Linked DNA regions of Mus musculus: regions 1 and 3 are each linked to region 2. A link is a contact called in public promoter capture Hi-C data. All regions are on one chromosome and are shown on one strand. Each heading gives the region's core, a stretch centred on a gene start, on an enhancer-like site or on the middle of the called end of the contact. The rest is flanking DNA. Distances are from core to core; before and after follow the strand shown.

Region 1 (4,178 bases), core at 182-2,681, 280 kb before region 2:
GTCTCGGTCCCTTACCAAGCTCTCCTTTCACTGGCTGCTGCCAGGCTTCCTTCCTCTGTTTCCTCCCCCTATCTGCTTACCAGTGTGTCCGGGTGGTACAGGACACTCCCACTTCCCGGAGCACTGAAGTTTGGGGCCTAATTGATTCTGGTAATTAATTTGTTCTACCTGCTAGATCAGATGGAAATCCTACTGCAGCGCCCGAGGATTAACACTTGACTTCGCAGCACCTCTGCTAATTATCTAATAGCATGGGTTGTGAGGACTCAGTCTCTGTTAAAACACTTTTGCTATTAGCTGTAGTGATTGGAATTGTGATGACGACTAGATATCAACAAATTAGAGCTTAAAAATGAGGAGATGGAAGAGAAGTGGCTTCTTTTAATTTCCCCGAATTTAACATCAATAATTAGAGCAATTTTCAGAGATGCGAGCCCAAATTACTCCTGCTGTGCTGTAGATGATCACCTTAATTTTAGCAAATTGACTCCAGGGAAATAAATGTGACAGATTAGAAAAAGACAAACAGAAAAAAAAAGGAAAAGATTGGAAAGAAGAGTAAGGAAAGAGGCAGAGGAAAAAGAGAGGGAATAAAATCTAACACAGTGATGGGGACCCTGTAGCTGGAACTGGTGATGTGGCAGAAATAGCAAAGAACTGTAAGACTGAAGTGAAGAGCAGCCAGGAGGGCGGCAGGGAAAGGTGACTACGGACAGATTTAAAATGACCAAGTCTGTGATGCACATAGACCCCCTCTGTCCACTCCTTAAATTCCCGATAAAGAATCTTCCACCTGTCATCTTTATTTCCCCCAACAATTCAATCATCCCTGTTGTCAATTTAATCTAACTCTAGCAACTTGGTGTAGCGGACAGAGTGCATCTTCATTTCTTCACTTCTCTTTTCCTTTTGCTTTCGATTACTGAAACTCTTTAAAAGACAACAAACTGGCTCAAATGCTTGAGTTAAGTGCTTTAATCCTAGGCTATTGGGACTCTCTTGGTGTTCTCTCTAAGAGGCAGGTCGTTAAACAACGGTGAAAAAAAATCATTTTCCGTCTTTTAAAAAGACGGAACACAGGAGGCAGCGCTTGCAGGAGAGGGGTAGAAACTGGGGTCTAGAAACCGTATAGGAACCCATTGGGCTCAGCACTCCCTGCTTGGCCAGACGCATTCAGCACCGCGGACAGATCCCCGCCCCGCCCCGAGCCCACCCCACCCTCCCCTCTGCCTCTGCAGCCTCCCTATTGGTTCGCCGGGCTCCCCTCTCCAAGCTGCCAATTCTCCAACACACAGAACCAACCTACCCCGGCGCTGGAGAGGCAAGAAGACAAGCGCCGGGGATAGCCCAGGTCCGTATAGCTGCCGGGATCTGAGCCTGGGCGATCAGGAGCAGCTGCAGGCTCTTGAGTAGGCCTGCCGGGAAGCTGTTTGCTTCCTGCACTTTGTCCGGGCCCTCGCCCTGTGACAGGCGCTCTGCAAGATGAATCTCAACTTCACTTCCCCTCTTCATCCAGCATCTTCTCAGAGGCCCACGTCGTTTTTCATCGAGGACATTCTGCTACACAAGCCCAAGCCGTTGAGGGAAGTGGCCCCTGACCACTTTGCCAGCTCTCTGGCCTCTAGGGTGCCTTTGCTAGACTATGGCTACCCCCTTATGCCCACACCCACCCTCCTCACCCCTCACGCTCATCATCCTCTGCATAAGGGAGATCACCACCATCCTTATTTCCTGACCACCTCAGGTAAGTAACAGAGGCCTCTAGGAGTAGGGAGTGGGCTTTTTTTTTTTTTCATCCCCCAGAGCAGAGACTATATCAGTCCCGGTGGTCTTCTCCTTCGGTAGCAGTGGAAGGTTAGGGACATGGTTGAGAGCTCCCTTGAAGCAGGCCAACGGAAGGGAGCAATTTCTGGTCACTTCACAGTTTGTATAACTAGACAGGGATTGTGTCTGGCCAGAGGAAGCTGGAGTAGATAGATGTGATCATATTCCTGGTGGGCAGTGTTTCTTCCAGGCAACTTTGGCTCATCTCTCAATGCCACTTCTAAACTTCCTCCACGTCAGGAGGGTTCCTCAACCATCTTGACCTAGGGAAATGGCACTGAACTTTCCAGTGTGTGTGTGTGTGTGGGGGGCATGAAAAGGCTTCACCTGGCCCGCTCTCTTCTGCTAGGTTGGGTCAGGAACATTTGCAGATTCTGCAGGAGACATAGAAGTGAGGGAGGGCCGGGGGTAGTCTGCCACTGGCAGGAAGGGGTCGGGGCAGAAGGGAGCTGCAGTTCTCCAATGACCTTCACTTCCCGTGTTCAACATTTAACTCATAAGCAGTCTGCTTGGCTTCCTTGCTCTGGCCCAGTTGCTGGAGTCGCTGAAATATTTCAGATTTACTGTTTGACAATGAGTGGGGATTGGTAAAGTAAGACTGGGCCTGCAAATGCTGGGGGATGTCTGCATTGTGTTCCTTTATTTGTTTCTCTCAGTCTGCACGAACACTTTCTTCCCTAGCATTTCCAGTCCAGCCACACAGAGAAATCTTCTAGTTCAGTTGCTGAGCACAGTAGTAAGCTGGTTCTAGTGGGGGCTGAGGGAAGGGGGCAGACGATGTATGGAATACAGGCACTCAAATCCAGGAAAAAAGTGCTGAAAGTCTAGGACAGTAAAACCCGCTCAAAAGCTCTAGGTTAACGAGGCGCGATCTTAAGGCTCCTGGAGAAATCAGCATTGCTCCCTGGCTTTGACACCTGCCTGAAAATATACTCTTTTCCCAGTACTGGTGTTGGGCAAAATTCATGGTGCTGAAATGCTTGATTGTCGTTTTCCTCTCCTGGGCATTGGCAGATACTGGTGTCTGAGGCCCGGATGCTTGGGGCGCCTAATATACCAGGTAAAGCTGAGAGGGTCGCGAAACGGAAGCATCCAGCGAAAAGTCGCTCAGCTCTCCTGATGCTGGGCTCGGAGTCGGAGAGAAATGGTTTAGGATCAGACTAGGGAGTGGGGTCTCCAGGGCAACCCTGCTACTGACAAGGAAATGTCACGGGCCAGCGCCACAGTTTCTCGGAATATGCGTTTTTTCGCGCTGTATTTGGTTGATGGAAGGATGAGAACGACCAGGAAAAAGGTGCTTTTTAGAGTTGAGTTATTAACCGCATAGCACAGTACTCAGTGTTTGTTGGTAGGGGTCTGGATAGATGCAGGTGGACAATCCTTGTCCAACTTCGGACTTTTGCAAGCAAACTTTGAAGGCCTAACAGATAACTGGAAGTGTGCGCAGGTTCTGAAGAAGTTTCCCCAGAAAGATATATTTTTTCTTTTTTCTTTCTTTTTTTTTAAAGGGCCTCTAGATCTTTTATCTATTTTTCTTTTCTGTTTTCTTTGCTGTTTTTTATTTGAATTTTGGGATGGCCTTCTAGGAAAAGATCCCCAAGCGCTATTTTGTGGCTCCTCTTCCGGCTGTTATTGAGAGATGGGTTCCAGGAGCTTTGGAGCAAGTAGGAGAGAGGGAGGGAACGCTGGGCGCTGGGATGGAGTGGAGCGGGAGGATGGAGGATGCTTCCTCCGAATGCGGGCTCTGTCCGTCAGACTGCTCTTGTCTCTGTAGGGATGCCGGTCCCGGCGCTGTTCCCGCACCCGCAGCACGCGGAGTTGCCCGGGAAGCACTGCCGCCGCCGCAAAGCTCGCACGGTGTTTTCTGACTCGCAGCTCTCCGGCCTGGAGAAAAGGTTCGAAATCCAGCGCTACCTGTCGACGCCAGAGCGTGTGGAGCTGGCCACTGCCCTCAGCCTCTCAGAGACTCAGGTGAGCAGGAGTCGGGAGGATGCCCCGGATTCTGCGTCCTGCTCTTCCCTCCTCAACTCTGAAGTAGTTCCACAAGGATCAAGTACAAATGATCCTCCCTCCTCGCCTTTCAGCATGTTTCCAAGATCCGACAGAATTTATACCCAATTTTTACATTAGGCTTACCTACCCGGCTCTACTGGAGAGGGAAAATCACTTTGATTCGGCTGTCACCTCCAAGTCACACCATGGTTCTTTTTATTTCTCTTCTGCCCTTCATCCTAAGGGTGTGACAAGCTGGGTTAGAGAGGGTCTTGTTTGTGGAGGAACTTGAACAATTTACTCTTTGTTTTGTTTAGGAGAGGGTATCACTATGTAGCCCAGGCTGGCCCAGAACCCAATCT
Region 2 (4,664 bases), core at 524-3,023:
TTCTCTCCTTAGACCTCCCCCACGTTAGTAAGGAAACAAGGCTCCCAGTTAGGACACCTGGAGTTACCTCGTGAATGAAAGCCGAGGCAAGAACGAACTTACTGACTCGACCCTATCTGATTAAGTTCGCCCAACTCTTCAATTCTGGTGACGTAACTGAAAGAGAGAGCAGCACCTGCCACCATCCCGAACTTTGTGTCTCCACCGAGGAAATAAGCAAGCCAGGAATTAACCAGAGAAGGCGACGGCTTTCTATCAGGAGAGGTTCCAGCCCCTTGCCCTGGTGTGCACCGGCTCCAGAGAACTGTTGCAGGCTGTCGCTGGCAACCCTGCTCTTCCCAGAAGGCTACAGCTACAGCCACCTGTGCTCTCTTGCCCTTCACCTGCCCACCCTCGGAAAGGAAGGAGGAGGCAGGAGGGCAGCCCCCCCCCCAACCCCGCCCCATACTTTTGAGCACCCACAGCTTTCTGCGCTGCCGTCACCACTGACGAGAACCCTGGTCCCCTGGAGGAATCACTTCTTCCCATTCCATCCTCTCTTATCAATGAACACGCAGCGACACCCACGCTCCCGCTCCTCCCACTCCGGAGGGAGCCGGGAGCTCAAGAGCGACATCCGGAGCTGGAAGCCTCTGCAGCGGGGGCGCCGGCCACCCTGCCCCGCTGCCCCTCGCCTTTCGCCAGCCACCAGTAGACCGACCCCTAACCTCCGCTCCCAAACAGCTCACCACTCTGGATGGATAAGGGATCCAAGTCCTCCAAGGGACCCGCCTCTCCCGGGCTTAATATAAGAGACCTCTGGGGGAGCGCGCGCGAACCGCCCAGAGCTACCAGCGAAACCCGGGATTCGAACCTGATACCCCGGCCGTCCAGCATCCCCAAGCAATCCCCTAGCCCGACACTCCCGCCGCCAGCGCGCCCATCGTGTTCCCCTAAGCAGGTTTCAGGCAGCGCCAGGATGGCGAGCCGGAGCGAAGTCGAGGGTCGCGGGGCCCAGGCGGGTGACTTACGCGCGGGCGCGGGGAAAGCCCATGGACAGGAGCACGTCCAGCGCCGACCCATGCTTGACTGTGCCCGGGCGCTGCAGGCGGTCCCTGCGCGGGGTGACTTTGCTGTACAGCTCCTCGCGCGCGGCCATGCCGAGGGCTGGGGTCGCGGTGCCGAGTGCCCGCTCAGTGGCCGCCCATCGCCCGCGCGCCGGGGACTGGGGGTCCGGGGAGGACGGTGGGGGCGGTGCTCCCAGATCTCCGGGCGGAGACTGACGCTTCCTGGAGAGGCCACTGGAGCTCGGCGCGGGCCGGTGGCTGCTGCGGGTCCGACCTCAGCCCGCGGGGTCCCGGAGTCCCAGCGTTGCGCCGCTGCAGCCTTCTCTGTCCTCCGCCCCACCAGCTTCTCCTCCCCGAGCTGTCCGGGAATTTGCAATGAGTAATTTTTGAATGGATCAAAAAGGAAAAGCAGCCTTGTGGGCAGGCCCTGCCTTGCCTGCGCCGGGCCCCGCCCCTCTCTTAAAGCGCCCGCGCCGGCCCAAGCTGGGCTGGCTGGATTACAGCCAGCCATAGTAGGAATTGCTTCTAGACAGAAGGTCTCCAGAAGTAGGCCAGTGTGCTTGGATTCGCAGAGCCGTAGCTCTGCCCTTGGCTTGCATATCGATCCATCTGGGCCTCCGGGCTTCAGAATAGCCCATTTCACGTTTCATTTGATCATTGGCGAGGTCAGTAATGGAAACCCTCTGCACGGATGGAGGAGAGGTCCAGAAGGCTAAGCCATAAGACCCGGGAAAAGGTGTCACTTCAAATTGATCTCGCTAAAGTTACAAAGTTGTTACATCACTGTAGGCCGAGTACCTCACAGCCCTCAGTGACTGACTGGACAGCGACTTCTGGAAAAGGGCCTCTGATTCTTGGAAATGGAAGGACCTGAGAGGGCAAAGGCCAGGAAGGAAGGGAGAAGAGAAAGGGGAAGAAAAAAGGGAGGGGAAGCAGAGAAATGAAAGGCTAGGAGCTAGAAGGAGAAGGAACAGAGAAAGGACACTAATTATAGCACTTCCGAATGGAAAGAGCTGACTTTCATGAGTGAGTGCGCACCCTGTCTATAAAAGGGTTCTGAGTCGGGAGTCGGGATCCCTGCTGCATAGGAGCCACAAGTGAGCTCCCACCCCCACCCCAGTAGGACCAGCAACCTCCACCTCAAAGAACAGAAGTCATTACTGCTGTTGCCTGTTAAAGCTTGATCACCTGGAGACAAAGGCATTGTTCTCAATCAAGAACCAATCCCATTTGGTGTAATAGAAGAGGCACAGATCTTCTTTCGGGGTGGGGGGGTGGGGGCGGGGGGAGTGATGATGATGATGATGACGACAATGATAATACCTAATGTTTATTGGATCCATTTGTGTGCCCATGATTGTGCTGAGCATAATGGCTGAATTAACTCATGGGCCTTTTATGGCGCCCTTGAGGATGCCTACCTGTATAGCCTCGTTTTTTTAGAGATGAGAAAATTCAGCTCAGAGGGACAGAGGAAAACTGAAGAGCTCCAGCGTGAAGAGATGGAACTTTGACTCCCCGTGGTGCCCCGAACAGGTCACCTCTTCCCCCAAATGGGTTACCTCTACCCCCAACATCCTCGTAGTCCCATCTATACAGGGGTAGTCGGTAGCTCCAGATTCCCCAGGCACTAAAGCTCTTTCCTGCTTGCCTACTTAGAGTGCAGGGAAGGGGGAGGAGGGTGACCAAGATGGATAAAGCCCTCGCCATAGCTTTAAATGTTGCTTTATAAGGCACCCAAGAAAATGAAAGTTTAATCCCCTGACCTCCCATCCTCCACTGGTGTTTCTTCAGAGTATCCGTGGCATTTGGAAGTGGGAAGGTGAGACAGAGGAAGCCTGGGTAGGAATTTGCATATTTCTGCCTAGTGTTATGAAAGAGACCAAGGGCAATTCACATTTCCTAGGTGGGGGAGTTTCTTCTTCCCAGCAGAGGAAATGTCTAGCTAAGGCAGTGGTTGGAAGCAGCTTAGAAAACCATAATCCATAGACTAGCCTCCTTGGGATGTGTTCAGGAAAGTCTACTGGACAGTACCCAGCATTCTAAAGTCTTTTTTTTTTTTCAGATATCTGGGCTTGAGCCAGATGATCTGGATTTCAATCAAGAGAAAATACTGTCTATGGCAGCACTTTGTGCATCCAAAGCTGTGCACAGAACAGCGGCTCCAGTTTAGTGAGCCCTCACTAGATAATGGTGCTGTCCTTAGGGTTGTGCATGTGTGGCTCATTCTGTCTGTGCTTTGGCCGGATGCTGAAGTGACTCTCTCTTGAGAAACCTGCACCCATGTCCTAGGTATGTACTGTCTTCTTGCTAAGAACTTCTTTCTATCAATGCAAGAGCTTAAAGTTACATTGTGATATTTTCTTTTACATTTTTTTTATTTTTTTATTCTGTGTGTGTGTGTGTGTGTGTGTGTGTGTGTGTGTGTGTGTCTTTACAAGAGCACAGCAGTGTGGGTGTGGAAGTCAGAAGATAATTTGCCGGAATCAGTTCTCTCCCTCTACTGTGTGAATCCCAGGGACGGGACTCAGATCTTCAGTGTTCTTCTGAGCCATCTCACTGCGCCAAGTTTTCTTCTTAAATTCCAACTTTGGGGGAGGGGGTGTGTTGGAAAGATGGCTCATCCCTCTCGAGCATTTGTTGCTCTTGCAGAGGACCCAGGTTCAATTCCCAACTCCTACAGGATAGTTCATAACCTTCTGTAACTCCAGTTCCACGGAGTCCGATGCCCTCTTCTGACCTCCGTGAACACCAAACATGCATGTGGTACACAGACATGTATGTGGGCAAAAGACACATAAAATAAAATGAATAAGTCTGATAAAAATAAGCTTTCATAGTAAGCCAACAACCACTTACTGTTTTGACGACAAAGAGGATGCCAAACCATAAGACAGTTGAGTCTGTCTGTCTGTCTGTCTGTCTGTCTGTCTGTCTGTCTGTCTTTCTTTCTGTCTGTCTATTGTTTGTGGCAGTCTTCCTGTGTAGCACAGGTTAACCTCACACTGAAGATCTTCCTGCATCAGCCTCCTTCCAAGTGTTTTTATTGCAGACCTCTGCCCCCCTCCCCATGCCTCCCATGCTCTGTGTGATTGCCTTCTGTGCCCCTTGATACCGTTTGTTGGAGCTGTTTCTCTGGACAGTTTGCTTCAGTTGCTTTTCCCTGCCTCTGGAAAACTGCAGGGCAGAGAAAATGATGGGCCCCAAAACAGTTGCAAGGAGCCAGCAAAGGCCGCTATTGAGAACCTGTCACCTTCAGGGCAAACTGCTTTCTGTTCTGTCTGAGGGCAGTTTTTGCAGAAGTCCCAGCCTGGCTCCTCACCCTTCCTCAGCTCAGTGCCTGGACTTATTTTAATTGGGACGCTGCTATTTGCTGGGCACAGGGCTAGAGGGCTGGCAATGAAGATGCATTGTGCTTTAATTGCATTGGCTTTGAGAGGCGAGGAGAAGCTTTATAAACATCCATATTGTTATGTTACAAAGGAGGAAGAAGAATGAGGGTTCATCTGACAGTGTATCTTATAGCTGTGGGGAAGGAGGAGGCGGTGGGGGTGGGGGTGGGGGGGGAGGGCTTGCACAATGACAGAGCTGACGCATCAGTACTAAGCTGCTGTTCTC
Region 3 (4,640 bases), core at 570-3,069, 470 kb before region 2:
CACTTTGGTGCGATGTAAGAGGTGCAGTCTCTCCTAGACTCTGCTTTTCTCGCCTGTGAAATGGGACTGACTTTCAGTACAACTGGGAAGGCCTATGCCAGTCCTAAGGGGCTAAGAGAGCCAGAAAGGAGCTGGAGGGGGGCAGCCTGCCAGCCTCTGAGGGGACTGTTAATTGCTCATATGAGTTATGATTAGGCTCTGGCCCCAGCCCCCAGTCTAGGTGGTGGGACTAAAGGTGAGTGGCAGCAGCCCCAGCCAGTCCTCCAGGGACATCCATAGGCTGGGACTACAAAGGACTGATCTTTTCTGCAGTGCCAGGAAAGGTGCCAGGACGAGCTCCGAGCCCTTGAGCCCTGAGCAGCCCCTGCTGCTCTTCTCTTCTCTGGTCCTTCCTCACAGGAGGTTAAGCACCAAGGGCGACTGGCTCCAGGCTCTCCTCTGGGGGCCCACCAGTCTCTTGCCCTCTGCCCACCTCCAATGCAGTGTTCGTGGGACAGAAAAAGGAGATTTATTCAATCTCATCAGCCTCGTTGAGAAGAGGGAGAGAGATACAGTGGCCCGCTGCCCCAATCCATCTTCTGTGTTCTGGACTAAGGCTTAAGTAGAACCCAAGTTCATATCTAACAGATTCCCAATCAGGAAGTGGTCTGCCCATCACCTGCTTCTGTCTCTCTAGTAAGTTGGTCTGACAAATTGTAAATTCTTTTCAAGGAAAAAGTTTTCTCTCTGGCTGACCCAGGCATTAGACTCTTCCTTCTCCCAACATGAGATTGGGGGCGGGGGGGGGGGGAGTCCAGCTTATTGGGATTCATTATTTTAATAGTCTGATGGACAGGCTGAAGGATGCAAGTGTCTAGCGCTAACTTCTTTATCCCTGCAAGGCTGGTTACACTTAGCTCGGGCTGTCATGGAACTCACTAAATAGCCCAGGGTGGATGTGAACTCCTGACTATCCTCCCGCCTCAGCTTAAGGCATCACTGTTTCCTTGAACTCTGGATTCCCACTTCTCTAGGAGAGTGGCAGGCTCAGCTCTATGCGGATTTAACAGCACTTGACTATGAATAGCAAATGCAAAGGCCACATGTGAGCCGCAAAGGGTCCAAACAAGGAAGCCTGAAGAACTGTTTTAATAACCCAGTACTGCACAAACTATTTATATGGTGCCCCTAGTGATTTCATACCGACCTAACCAGACCTGGAAGGAGAAGAGAAATAAGAGGCTGGGGGAAACAAGAAGAGAGAGGAAGAAAGGAGGAGACAAGAGCAAGAAAGGGAACAAGATCTGGTGTAGTGATGCGCTCAGCACTAGGTATATCTATGTGAGTTCGAGACCAGCCTAGTCTACATAGACTTCCAGACCAACAAAGAGCTACAGAGTGCGACCCTGTCTACCACCACCCCAGTCATCCTCGGGAGGGGGAGGAGAGAGAGAGAGAGAGAGAGAGAGAGAGAGAGAGAGAGAGAGAGAGAGAGAGGCATAAAGCATTGTGAGAGACAAAAATATACAAAAGAGCAGAGAGATTAGAGAGATCAAGGAGAAAAAAGACAGAATTGAAAAGGCCGCATCCACCGGTTCTTGGCCCAAGTGCTGCGGATTCTCTCCTGCACCGCATCAGTTGGCACCGAGCGCCCCCCTCGATCACCCCGGGCCGCGGCCCTCCCTCCCGGGTGGGAGGTAAAGCAGCCCCAGCAGCTAACCCCAAACGCAGAGAGGGAGGGCGGGAGCGAAGAGAAGGGAGGGCGAGGGGAGGGATGGAGGGAGGGGCTGCGGTAGGAGGCAGCCGTGTGGTTCCAGCTCATTTTTTTTCCTCTTTCTCCAGTCGGTTTTCTTTCCAAACAGGGAAAAGTGTTCCACGAAGCGGTAGCTCCTTGCCGCCTCGCCTTCTCCTCCCTAACCCTGGGCCCGGCCCCCGTCCCGGCGCGAGCTGGTGGAGCCAGGGCTAGAAGCCCTCGGTGCCCCCGGAGCGCAGCGCGCAGGGGACCCGGGCGCGGGGCCAGCGCCCGCACATGGCTGCAGCCCCCCGCGCGCACCCCGAGGCGCCGCGCCCTGCTCACAGAAGGTCCGTCGGCTGGGCTCGGTCGCCCTGCAGCCAGGCTGCGCTGAGCCGGGAAGTGCCCGTGTCCGGAGATCGGGATGTCCCTCTTCTTCCTCTGGCTAGGTGAGTGCCTTGGGGAGGGCGGGAGTTTGGATGGCCCTGGGGAAACGCCACCCTGCGTTTGGGTGGAGACCCGCCCTCAGCACCGTGGTCCCCGCAGTCCCGGAGTGCGGCAACCACTCGGTCTCTGCCTCCGCGCCACCGAGGGGCGCATCTGGCAGCCGAGGACCGCCCAGTCGGCCATCGAAATGTCTCACACATCTGGGCCCTCCAGCCAGCTACGGGGTGGGGGCGTTTCCTGGTGGAGTTTGGCGGAGAACCGTTTCGTGGAGAGGGTACTTTTCAAGCGCGTGGTTTGGTTTCAGGAGTACCAGGGGAAAGTGGAGAGCTGGGGAGGGAAGGTTCATCCAGGGTTTTCTGTGCCAGGTTTTGAGGGTGGGGGGAGCTTTTTGTTTCAAACAGGCGCCTCTGAGCGCTCAGATTAGAAACAGATGTGTTGAAGGGGAAGAGGGAGGGAGAGGGAGGAGAGAAGGAAGAAGAGAAGGGTATAGAGGGAAACAGGGCAGGGTGAAAGAAGCACCAAAAAGCCAGGTGACCCCAGAAGATGCAGGCTGAACGCGACCCAGGGAAGGAGAGAAAGAAAGAGCCAGAGAAGCAGAGAGAACGGAGGACAGGAATGTGAAGACAAGCCTGAGAGAAGGGAGCCTGGAGTCCTTGAAACCAATGCAGCAAAGGAGGCAACAGAGGGAAAAGCATATTCTGCCCCTCCTGAACCTGGCTCCGGGGCAGAAAGAGCCCTTCTGGGTGGTCCTCATTTAGGACCAGGCGGGTCTCCTGAGGCTGGGATGGGGGTGTGGAGGGGTGCCCTAAGACACAGGCTGGCTGACATTCCTGGGCTGGACCTGGCAGCTTTGTGGGCCAGGGCACAGAAGGGGTACATGGAAAGAGCTGGAGGAGGTTTGTGAACCTGTGAGGGACCAGGCCCTTGGAAGGCAGCAAGACAACTGAACAAAGTCCAAGTGTGTGTGTGAAGAAGCAGGGCTCTTGTCCACCTGGAGTCAAACCCCAAAGTTAGCAGGCATTCAGAGTAGGGTAGGCGTGGTTGCCCCCTGAGGCTGGCAGAGAAGTAACCAGCGGATCCCGAACTGACTGGCCAGGTGACTCTGGGCAGCTCCCTATGTAGAGCTTTGTTTGCTTAGCTCCCCCCCCCCCAAAAATGAGACCGTTTTTCGGGCATTTCCAGGCCTGAGAGCCAGTATCTCCATGAATTAGATGGAGGCTGGAACCCAGAAAAACCAGCAGAGGTGAAGGAGAATTGAAAAGCCACTTGGCATAGTGACTACAGCTTGTAGACAGTCGCTGAAAACTTACACATTGGTTGGCATGCCCGTGTGCCGCCCCCAGGCTGATAGCTGCTAAGGCATAGAAAGAGAGAGAGAGAGCTACAGCCCAAGGAGAGAAGGGGAGGGGCTCTTTTCCAAGCTCTTTGAGATATTGGCCAATTGTTGCAGCACAACTGGCATAGCTAGATGGCACCTTTGTCAGCCTCCCAGAGGCACCTCTAAGCTACCAATACTCAGATGTGTAGTAGAATCAAACTCAGAACTACCTTATTGGAGCCAACTAGCCTCTGAGTCCTTTTTATACTGAGTACTTTCATGTGAATGAGTTCATTAACGCCTCTGCTCTTCGAGTCAGCCCTACTGGATACCCGGTAGGCCTAAACTCATATTGCACATGAAGAAAGCAAGGTGTACAGAAGTCAGGTAACTTCAACAAAGCCACAAGCTCACGATGAACAGATGTGGGATTTGAAGGTAGACTGCACATGGTGTGCCATGAAAAATGAACAGTGACTTTAGTTCAAGTGGTTGGAGTCAGCTGGTAGGTAGGCCTGGATGTGACCCTTGATGGCAGCCATTCTCTCAGTTTATGAGAAAGGGTCTGACTGAGGCAGAGATCAGAGGACATACTTATTCACTGTTTCTTCTTTATTTGCTTTTTAATTCCACTTTTAGATGTACTTACTTTCCATGTGTGAGTGTTTTGCCTGCTTGTGTATATGTGTACCGTGCATGTGCCTGAAGCTCCTGGAGGCTAAGGAGGGCATCAGATCCTCCAAAAAATGGAGTTATGAATGGTTTGTAGTTTGGAGGTATGGATGTGTGCAAGGAACCGAGCCCAGTCCTCTGCAAAGAGCAACAAGTGAGCTATCTCTCCAGCCCTTGTTTCTTCTTCATTAAGTGCTTGCTAGGTGTAATCACTTCCTTGATAAGGAAAGTAAGCAGCTGGATTAATTCCCCACATGCTTGCTTTCTTGGGCACTCTCACAACTAAAGACTGGGAGGAGAGAAAGAATGACTGGCCGTGAATTCACATCACTGAACCTCCCTCCACACCTCCTCTTAAGCTTTTACCTCAGCTGGCTATTAGCAGATTCAAGTCTGTGATGTCCTGGGTCTAAGTTGCTTCAACTATTCAAGTCAGAGACAGGCATCAAAAAGGAGCAATTTTCAGGACCCCAGCCCCCCCCCATACACACA

What was found. Promoter capture Hi-C pulls out the DNA fragments that hold promoters and counts their contacts.
Region 1: a contact with region 2 is called in a promoter capture Hi-C map of embryonic stem cells, with 22 read pairs. The contact joins the promoter of Bsx here to the promoter of Ubash3b in region 2. A contact is called at or near these places in 3 of 39 promoter capture datasets (the C10 cell line and embryonic stem cells), 1 of 484 Hi-C or Micro-C datasets (embryonic stem cells), 8 of 115 datasets of contacts at active chromatin or transcription factors (embryonic hindbrain, embryonic stem cells, microglia and 1 more) and 1 of 9 other capture datasets (pancreatic islet).
Region 3: a promoter capture Hi-C map of liver shows a contact between it and region 2, with 4 times the contacts expected there. The contact joins the promoter of Clmp here to the promoter of Ubash3b in region 2. A contact is called at or near these places in 6 of 39 promoter capture datasets (cranial neural crest, frontonasal cranial neural crest, hippocampal neurons and 2 more).

Annotation. Positions count from the first base shown.
Region 1 is chr9:40,872,696-40,876,873 of GRCm38.p6, forward strand. It overlaps Bsx (brain specific homeobox), which reads left to right and starts at 1,432. Exons shown (of 3, transcript NM_178245.3): 1 at 1,432-1,744; 2 at 3,599-3,795. The coding sequence starts at 1,483.
Region 2 is chr9:41,156,289-41,160,952 of GRCm38.p6, forward strand. Ubash3b (ubiquitin associated and SH3 domain containing, B) reads right to left here and starts at 1,774. Exons shown (of 14, transcript NM_176860.6): 1 at 1,011-1,774. The coding sequence starts at 1,138. Gm35657 (a long non-coding RNA gene) reads left to right here and starts at 2,355. Exons shown (of 8, transcript XR_870644.1): 1 at 2,355-3,338.
Region 3 is chr9:40,684,200-40,688,839 of GRCm38.p6, forward strand. It overlaps Clmp (CXADR-like membrane protein), which reads left to right and starts at 1,820. Exons shown (of 7, transcript NM_133733.5): 1 at 1,820-2,160. The coding sequence starts at 2,136.